Linked DNA regions of Mus musculus: region 2 is linked to region 1. Evidence: chromatin contacts called from public Hi-C data. All regions are on one chromosome and are shown on one strand. The core of a region is the stretch at or near the end of the contact, and the rest is flanking DNA. Distances in the headings are between cores, read along the strand shown. Region 1 overlaps Apbb2 (amyloid beta (A4) precursor protein-binding, family B, member 2). Region 2 has its middle 19 kb from the start of Uchl1os.

What was found. Hi-C and Micro-C count contacts between places; a contact is called where the count stands out from the background.
Region 2: a Hi-C map of the N1E-115 cell line shows a contact between it and region 1, with 7 times the contacts expected there. The contact joins two enhancer-like sites. A contact is called at or near these places in 3 of 15 datasets of contacts at CTCF or cohesin (the NIH/3T3 cell line and pro-B cells), 20 of 484 Hi-C or Micro-C datasets (the 3T3-L1 cell line, the HL-1 cell line, the MC3T3-E1 cell line and 16 more), 5 of 115 datasets of contacts at active chromatin or transcription factors (bone marrow-derived dendritic cells, embryonic stem cells, fibro-adipogenic progenitors and 2 more) and 1 of 9 other capture datasets (adipose tissue).

What each region holds. Positions count from the first base shown.
Region 1 is chr5:66,383,248-66,387,983 of GRCm38.p6, forward strand. All of the region lies in intron 9 of Apbb2 (amyloid beta (A4) precursor protein-binding, family B, member 2), which reads right to left. Among named protein-coding and RNA genes, the nearest start is that of Gm52775, 120 kb to the right of the region's middle. Within about 2 kb of position 2,589, at least 57 of the 459 cell types and tissues checked have an H3K27ac peak or open chromatin away from gene starts, as enhancers often do. A contact at or near this core is called in the N1E-115 cell line, where this site is marked.
Region 2 is chr5:66,692,823-66,698,061 of GRCm38.p6, forward strand. No RefSeq gene overlaps it. Among named protein-coding and RNA genes, the nearest start is that of Uchl1os, 19 kb to the left of the region's middle. Within about 2 kb of position 3,204, at least 2 of the 459 cell types and tissues checked have an H3K27ac peak or open chromatin away from gene starts, as enhancers often do. A contact at or near this core is called in the N1E-115 cell line, where this site is marked.

The DNA.
Region 1 (4,736 bases), core at 1,339-3,838:
TCTGGCAACACAATATCACCATATAGTCCTAGTTTGCCTAGAATTTTCTATATAGACTACGTATGGCTGTAACTGAGAGAATGCACCTCGTGGGCTTATGGGAAAGCAAAGCAGGCGAGACTCATGGCTGTGCCAAGAGCAGAGGGGAGGTGAAGCAAGGTTTACCTGGAGATCTGTTTAGGAATCTGTTGGCTCAATGGGCGGCCATGTTTTTAATAAAGAAGTCTTTCATCTAAGGCAGTGGTTCTCAGCCTTCCTGATGCTGTCACCCTTTGATACAGTTCCTCAGGTTGTGGCGACCCCAATCATAAAGCTATTTTTGTTGCTATTCCATAACTATAATTTTGCTACTGTTCTGAATCATAATGTAAATATCTACTTTTAGTTGTTTTCTTTTCCCCCTGGTGGTGTTAGGTGACCCACAGGCTGAGAATCACAGACCCAAGGGTCTCTCAAAGTCAACTGAAATATCAGTGTTTGAGTTTCGTGAACAGATCTCTTGGTTAATTCCAGCTGCATGGTAACTGTCTATAGCAGCTACTTTTGGCCTGCTGTGACCACCGTACCTAACACAAATAACTTAAGAAGTTTATTTTGGCCTGTGGGTTCAGAGACTTTAGTGCTTGGGGGAGGGAGTATATGGCTGAGAGAGCATGTGGCAGGCACTCCTCACAGGGCCAACAGGAAGCAGAAAGAACAGGGTGGGAACCGAGGGCTGGGCTGCAACCATCACAGGTCCTGTCTAAGTGACCTACGTCCACCAGGCAGTCTTCGCCTCCCAATGACCCCCTCAGCCTACCATCATGGACGGTGGTAATGGTGGTCATACTTAGCTCATTTCACACTCTCCACAAATGGAGAAAAACATGGGCCTGTCAGGGACACTTCAGATCGGATCCCTAACCCTGTCACTGTGAAATGATGCCATTATGGCTTCTTACATAGCACCAGGCTTTCCTCCTGAGCCTGACAGGTCACGTGCCAACATATACACACTTGACACTGAATAAGCGAATGCCCAGTGGCCAGCTGCTGCAGACAACAGCTGAAAGCCCTCACTCCTGGTGCCAGTACAGAGGTGGAAATTATAGAAGCCAGCCAGCTGCTGATATGATCTCCTTACAGAGTCCTGAGCTGGAGGCAGAGGGAGCGCTGAGGCCCTGTTCTTCACGGCTGGGCTGAAGAGCCTCAGACTCAGGACCTTTTAAAAAGGAGTGTGGGGCTGTAGGGAGGGAGAAATGGCTTAGGTAGAAACAGCCTGGCAATGGACTCATTCTCCTTGTCCTATAAAAGAACCATCAATTTATTAACTGCAAATAAACAAGAAATGTCTTCATTACGACTAAAACACCGTTACCTGGCAACCAGCCCGAGGAAACAGAGCTGGAGACATGTTGCATCTTTTGTGGGGAGCTATGGAAAGACATCTGCATTCTGGAGACCCTCCCTGAAGAGCCCAGCCCTGCTGGACGAGTGAATTACTTTTGTATCTAAGCAGGCTGTGAATGTCTCAGAGTGTCCATCACCCAAAGTTCCTTTCCAGAATCCTATGGGGCCAGGTTCGAGCACCTGCTGGTCCACTCTCTGCATAGCCACCCATGCACTGTTAACAGCTATGACTCACTCTGACTCCTACAGAGCTCCTACAGGGAAGAGGACAAGACTTGCCTGTCCTTTAGTTAGCCTATTCAGGGCATCTACCACCAGGCCCAGCCACTAATTGTTGATAATGACATCTCTTGTCCCAGCAGCATCCTTTAAAATTCAGAGACTCACAGCAGCCGGTTCCCGGGTGACTCACTTGGACAAGTGACCAGAAATTAACTGGGGGGAAAGAAGCCGGGCTTCTGCCAGGACTTCAGTATTATGCTCAGCCATGTTGGCAAATAAAGGAAAGGAAACAGCTTTAGAAATACAAAACTCTGTCCCCTGGGCTGAGAGGGGAATAAGTTCTAGCCAATGATGCACATGTCAGCCCTGCTGTGGGCTGGGGGAGTTGGGAGTGAGGGTGGGGGAGGTGGAACACACCATGCAGGGTTAAGCTGGGCAGCCAGGCTTTGTGCCTTGGTATTCTGTGGCCAACTACACCCAAGCAGAACACTGGGCTCTTCCTTCCTAGGGACGAGAAAAGATCTTACTATTCCCTCCATGAATTCCCACCCTGAAGCCATGCCTCGGTGGCTCTATCTTATTCCCAGGACTTGGCACATTTGCCCCGGGTTCGGGGCCTGGCTTCTTGACTGAGTCACGCAGATACGCACTCCCCTTGACAAAGGGCATTCTCTTTGACTGGCTGATGCCAGGGATGGTTTCTCTCTCTCTCAGAACTGGCTGCAATAAAGCTTTCCATACACTTCCTGTTCTGTGACCTTGCTCAGCTCTCAAGAGTCCATTTCTCTACCTCCTGAATTAGTCGAGTTCTGTTTTGACTAATAGAAGATAGTGGTACCATTTCCAAGAAAAGCCTGCTCTCACCTGGTAGCTTTGGCTTCCTGTCTTTCCTGCCCAGTGAACTGTACTGCTAAAAGCCCAAGCAACACAGAGTGGGCCCTGGAGGATGAGTCCGGGGAAGGGCTGCTCTAGATGCAGATCTTCCAGGTCCTGCTGCCTACTAGTGGATCACAGAGGAACTGCACTGCTGTGTGGCTGAATTCTGCACAAACTCCCAAACTCCAAGTCATGAGGAAAATGAAACTGTTTCCAGTTACCAAGTTCTGGAGCAGTTTATTATGTAATACAGAGGACGAGATCCCAAAGCCACACAGTAAATAAGAAGCAAATCTTGAGCGGGCCAGGTCCAGCCAGAGTCTTAGCCATCACACTGAATGCTAAGTATGTTTGCTCCCTTGGCATTAATCATTTTACAAATGTTTTCTTTCTTTCTTTTTTCCCCCACCCAGAGAATGAATCAACCATGCAAATCAAATCCAAGAGTTTCTCATAGTTCAGAATTTCTGAAGAAAACAAAGTCGTTTTCAATGGCACGGACTACTACACGCAGCTATAACATCCCACAGAAATGCGAAGGCATGAAAGTGCATTTGTTGCAGATCAGAAACAGATCTGAATGAGAGAAGACGCTCCCTGCGATTTCCTGTTTATCTCTTAGGGTTAATCTAGTGAATTGCTAGCTAATAGAATTACTTCATGGAAATTTATGCTAATAGGAACCAAGGGAAGGCTCGGATAAATAAATCTCAAGAGGAATATTAGAACCTTGCACTCCTATCCCGTTTGCTGGAGAGTTACGCTGTCAAGCATACCCAGCCCCGACTAGCCTCACTCCTTCCTTCCTTTCTCCATGTGGGGCTGGGTGTAGCAAGAACAGAACAAGAAAAGCCCTCATAAGATCCAGTGCCTGGATAATAAAATGGCTGAGCGGACCAGGCACTAACTGCAAACGGACATAAGCAATGGAAAGTACTGCAGTGATGAACTATGCTTATGTCCCTGCAGAAGACACCGCAAAATCATGTCTTATTTTGATATAAGTTTCAAACCCAACAGTGTCACCTACTCAGTGTTCTCTGTAGGCCTGTTGCATCTGCATCTGTGTGGCTCCTGGACTCATTAATGTGAGCCTTTGTCCTCAGCAGTGTGACGATCATATCAACCTTGCCAAGGCCAGCATGCCACAAAGCACTGGGCCATAGGAGTCCAGAAGAATCCATCTTTAGGCAATGACCTCCCAGTTCCAGAACTCACACCCACCCTTGGCAACTCTGCTACCTTAACCCCATCTAGATAGACAGCCAAAGCGACCTTAAGCCTGGGGAAACAGTGGCTTGGAACAAGAGGTTTGGGAGTCATGTGCACAGGGTTGAAGACTTCTTATTTCCACCAGCTACCAGATGAGCACACTGTGAGATGAGATGGGTCATTCGAGCTATTCTAAGCATCGCTTTCTCATCTATAGTGTGAGGAACTCATGCATTTGCGGGACAAGTCCATGAGCAGAGTGTAGGGCCCGTGAAAGGGCAGCCAGGACTATAGCATCCCTTTCTAGACATAACCAATTCATCTCTAGTTGCTGTGGATTAGGGCTGCTCCATTTCATAGGCAATCTTATAACTCCTCAGAATCAGACGGGGCTTCTAATATGAGGCGTGCTTATCTCACAGATGAGGAATCTGAGACCCAAAGGATTGGATGCTTCCGACAACACAATCACGTTTCCTTTCTTTTGAGTTCAAAGAGCAATGCCCCCAAAGCTACTCCTCACAAATGCCACGAAAATGATTTGGTATAGTAGCATCTGGTGGCTGGAGGCTCGGGAGACCCACGCTAAATGCTGTCTTCGCCACTCATTGTAGAACCCTCGAACTCACTTAAAAAAAATCTTTAAAACCACTTAAATTTTAAATTCAATGATTCTAAAGGAAATGTAGCCATTTTCTCTAAAGGCATAAATCCCAATATTTTCCAGCAGGTGGCACAAAATCCCCTCTACAGAAACCCGAGCAGTTAACAACAAAGGATGGGAAAGAATTGGTGTGTTATTTTTCAGAGCGTTAACTTTTCTCCAATTTGATTTTATTGTGGTGTTAATAATGCATTTGGTGAGCAATGCACCATACACCATGGAAGGACTAAACTCCGATTTCACAGCAAGAAAGCAGAGCAGGCGGGCCCAGGGGAGCCTGAGTATTGAGGTCTGTTAGAGCTTCCTACCGGGCCACCAAAGTACAAGGAGTCATTCTGTCATTATCTGTGAAAGGCCTAGGTGTGGAGGGATA
Region 2 (5,239 bases), core at 1,954-4,453, 310 kb after region 1:
CCCTCTTACAGAATTACTTAATTATTTTTATTTATTTATTTATTAGATATATTAGGTATTTTCTTCATTTACATTTCCAGTGCTATCCCAAAAGTCCCCCCTCCCCTCCCCCCCACTCCCACTTCTTGTTCCTGGCGTTCCCCTGTACTAGGGCATATAAAGTTTGCAAGACCAAGGGGCCTCTCTTCCCAATGATGGCCGACTAGGCCATCTTCTGCTACATATGCAGCTAGAGACACGAGCTCCGGGGGTACTGGTTAGTTCATATTGTTGTTCCTCCTATAGGGTTGCAGATGGGTCTACTTATTTTTATGTTCTCTAAAACCTCAGCGTATCTGGACCACACTCAGTTTCCTGCCCATCTACCGTGTTAGATAATGACCCAGCCGCTAATTTGACACAGTTTTTTTTTTTTCCTCTTCGAATGGTGTGGTCTTTCTAAAGCATTTCTTTGTTTACCTGATTGGTTTTTCAACTGGGGTTATCATCCTCAGGGAGACAGGCATGCTTTTGCTACCGTGAACTCCTTGTGTAATCTGATTGCCTGGTGTCAAGTGTGCACACACACACACACCCAGTTCTGCAGGGTGGGATGGATGTCAGGGCCACCCGTCTCCCACAGGATTGTGCAAGAAGAATACATGTAGGACTTTGTGCATGTGGCCATGTCTTGAGTAACCTTTTCGATGTGACTTAAACTGTTCAAATTGAGAGCTGAGCATAGTGCACACCCTGGTAGTCTGAGGAAGAGCATCCCTTGAGCCTAGGAGTTTGGGGACTAGCCTGAGCAACATAGCTACATCCTGCCCCTCCCTCAAAAGGTAAAGTGTGTATGTGTGTGTATGTGTGTGTGTGTGTGTGTGTGTGCGCACATGCATACACGTGTGTGTGCACCGTGGCATGTTTTTGGAGAACATAGAGCAAACTTCTGAGAGTTAGTTCTCTCTTTCCACTCTGTGGGTTCAGGTCTTTGGGCTAAACAGCAAACACTTTTACTTGCTGAACATCTTGCGGACCCCAAACCAGACCAGGTTCCTTACCAGAATACCTTAAAAAAAACAAAAACCAAAAAAACAAGCCAGGTGTGGTGGCGCACGCCTTTAATCCCAGAATTTGGGAGGCAGAGGCAGGAGGATTTCTGAGTTCGAGGCCAGCCTGGTCTACAAAGTGAGTTCCAGGACAGCCAAGGCTACACAGAGAAACCCTGTCTCGAAAAACCAAAAAGAAAAAAAAAAGAAAAGAAAAAAGAAAAACAAAAAACAAAACAAAAAAACCTCCAAGTTCCTAACTCATAGCTCACAACCCACAATGGTGTCATTTATGGTAAGATGGCACATTCAGTCTCCCGTAAGATGAAGGGTCAAGAGCTATTTGCACTTTTGAGGGTAGAGATTTTTAATTTCTTTTTGAAAAATGATTTGTTGGGGCTGGTGAGATGGCTCAGCAGGTAAGAGCACTGACTGCTCTTCCAAAGGTCCTGAGTTCAAATCCCAGCAACCACATGGTGGCTTACAACCATCCGTAATGAGATCTGATGCCCTCTTCTGGTGAATCTGAAGACAGCTACAGTGTACTTATGTATAATAATAAATCTTTGGGCCGGAGGGAGCAGGAACTTGAGTGAGCAGAGGTCCTAAAATTCAATTGCCAACAACCACATGAAGGTTCACAACCATCTGTACAGCTACAGTGTACTCATATATATAAAATAAATAAATCTTAAAAAAAAGTAAAGAAAAATGATTTTTTTTTTTTATTTATGTGTGTCTGTGTATGCATGCGAGCCCATAGAGACTAGAGGAGAAGATCATGGATGCCGGGGAACTGAACACGGGTTCTCTGCAAGAGCAGCACCTGCTTTTTAACTGCTGAGCTCTCGCCAGCCCTGTTTGGGTTTTGTTCTTTGTTTTGGTTTGTGTTTTAAGTTATAGACAAAAGAAGATTGCCTCAGCCCACGGTTCTGGCTCAAGGTTGAGGGGCTGTGTCCCGTGATGACCTCTGGAGAATTCCGAGGTTACTCGGGGTATTACACGGTGAGCCTGGCCAGTGGTGCTGAGTGTTAACAAGGGAATTGTTTAACTGGAAATCTGAACGATGGGGCCAAAAGCATTTTTAAAACGTGGGCTCGTGGGTTTATTTGCTTTGAGTGAAATGAAAATATCTGTAGTACTTCTCAGCCGTGCTCCGTAAGCTAAGCCAGTTAAACTCTTTAGAGCACAGAAAAGATGAAGAAGGAAGTGATGGGGACAGGGCGAGAAGAGAGAGGAGAGGGCCATGTGATCAAAATACACTCTATATGCATATGAAAATATAATGAGACTCATATATAACTAATAGAACAAAAATGTCTCTAATAGTTTCAGGAAAACCTTCAAATATCTAGCATTCGGATGTTTAAATACAAATTTAGGCTCCCCCCCCCATTGTTTTCTTTTATTGAAAAAAAAAGATGCTGGGTTTGGAGAGATGGCTCAGCAGTTAAGAACATTGACTGCTCTTCTGGAGGCTGGGGTTCAAATCCCAGCACCCACAGGGCAGCTCACAACTGTCTTTAACTCCAGTTCCAGGGGATCCTGATATTCTCACACAGACATACCTGGAGGCAGAACACCGATGTAAATAATATTTTTAAAATTAGGAAAATGATAGATTCTTTTCTCATACACTATATCCTGATTACAGTTTCCCCTCCCTCTACTCCTCCCAGTTCCTCCTCCCCTCCCCCCTCCCCTCCCCCCTCCCCTCCCCCCTCCCCTCCCCTCCCCTCCCCTCGCCTCCGGACCCACTCCCTTTCTGACTCTCATTAGAAAAGAACAGGCTTCTAAGAGACAACAACCAACATGACAAAATGTAATAAGATGAAACAAAAGCTATCATATTGAAGTTGAACACGGCAGCCCCACAGGAGGAAGAGAGTCCCAAGAGCAGGCACATGAGTCACAGGCCCATTCATTCTCATGGTCAGGAATCCCATAAAGATGCTCAGCTGATAGCTAGTGCAGACCACTGTGGGCCCGTGACTGCTGCTTCAGTCTCTGGGAGCCCGTATGCACTTTGATTATGATTCAAAGGGCTTTCTTCTCCTGGTGTCCTCCACCCCCTTTGGCTCTTACATTTTCTGCTTCCTCTTCCACCGGCTCCCCTGAGCTCTGAAGGGAGGGATTTGATGGAGACCTGCATGTTTAGGTGGTCCTAATGAGTACTAGTAATGAGGGGTGCAGAGTCTCAGCTGGTCATCTTTTGTACCCAGGTGAGGCATCCAGTGGCAGGACTAGGTTGTATTCACCTGAATTGCTGGCCAAGGGGGTCCCATGGAAATCCCCAAACACCCCACACTGATGCTGAGACAAAAGGTTGCTCTCTGAAAACTGGCAACAGGGCCACATTGCTGAAGACAACACCCACACAACTCATTGAGCATGGAGAAGCCAAGCTGTGCCCGTGTGGAGTCTTAACCCCTGTGTTCTAGTCTCTCTGGTAAAGGAACACACTCTGCAGGCTACCTAGAGAGAAACATGAACACCATCCCAGCCACAAAACCTTCCACCTACAATCTATCCTGCTGCAGAATATGCTAAGGCAATGGTAGCACAGGACTTGTGGGCATAGCAACCAGCCAGTGTCTGATTGGACCTAAGGCCCACTCCAGAAGAAACCCACACAAAACACTGCTTGGGTAACAGAGAACCAGAGACTAGATAGCTCAGAGACCTAGAATAAAACCAAACAGCTACTGATCACAAACAAACAAGACCTAGAATAAAATCTAACAACTACTGATCACAAACCAACCAACTAACAATTCTAATGATAATCTTCTACAATTATAAATCAGAGCTTTATCCAAGGCTTATCAGAAAGGGTTCCTCTGGCAGCAGATGGTAACAGATTCAGAGACCAGCAACCAGACATTATGCAGGGGTGGGGGGGGGGAGGGGAGAGAGAGAGAGAGAGGGAGAGAGAGAGAGAGAGAGAAGGAGGAGGAGGAGAGAGATGGGAGAGAGGGAGAGAGGAGAGGGGAGAGAGATGAGAGAGAGGGAAAGAGAGGAGAAGGAGAGGGGAGAGAGAAGAGAGATGGGAGAGAAAAGAGGGAGGGAGAGGGAGAGGGAGGGAGAGAGAGAGAGAGAAAGGAGGAGAGGAGAGAGAGATGGGAGAGGGAGGGAGGGATAGAGAGGAGAGGGGAGAGAGATGAGAAAGAGATGAGAGAGAAAGGGAAAGAGAGAGGAGGAGAGGGGAGAGAAGAGAGATGGGAGAGAAAAGAGGGAGGGAGAGGGAGAGGGAGAGGGAGGGAGAGGGAGAGGGAGAGGGAGAGGGAGAGGGAGAGGGAGAGGGAGAGGGAGAGGGAGAGAGAGAGAGAGAGAGAGAGAGAGAGAGAGAGAGAGAATCTTAAGCCTAAATTCTCTGTTTACATCCAAAGTACATTAAATGACTTATTCAAAGCTATGCTCATTATGGCCACAAGGTGGCAGTACAGGAAAACCTATGGCATTTTTGTAGCCAAGCAGAAGTAACCAGGAGGAGCAGTGTGGACACCACCCTCATTTTGCCCAGTGTTTTGGGCTAGATGATCTTGTCTAGATATATTTTAGCCAACATGAACCCTGAGGATTGGATATTTTTGCTGGGCCATTCATAGTTCTGCCAAGTTTTATTATTTTATGGTAAAATCAAAATGAACAATAATAAGTTCAAATCAGAAGTCCATTATACAGAGGGAATGGGGAAGAGGGCTGGGGGGAGGAGGATCAACAGGAATGAAGATACATGAAAACGGTGTAACAAGATGCACTATTCTGTATGTGTTTTAAAAGCTAGCATGATTAATGATTAATAATACTCTGCTGACATTGAATTAGATTTTTATCCCCCAAATGATGGGTTTTACATAATCAATTTTATGAAGAAGTAAAGTATTGTATTCAGATCTGTCTTATTGGGAAATGCTGAAATCACCTGTAGAGTATTAAAGTGTAAGATCTCTGTAGAGCCGAGTGTGATCACACAAGCCTATAATCTCAAAGCCCGGGAGGTGGAAGTCGGATCTGTTGTGAGTGTGAAGCCAGACTGAGTTAATGAGACCCCATCTCAAAACATTTTTTGATAAATTAAATAGGTCTTTAGGGAAGTATTTGCCCCAGCACTACAGCTAGCATTCCCCTCTTTTTCCCTTTCTTTGGCTTTGGCTTTGATTTAAGACTCAGAAACTAAAAGCATTCTTAGGTTCTAAATCCCGTGTCTT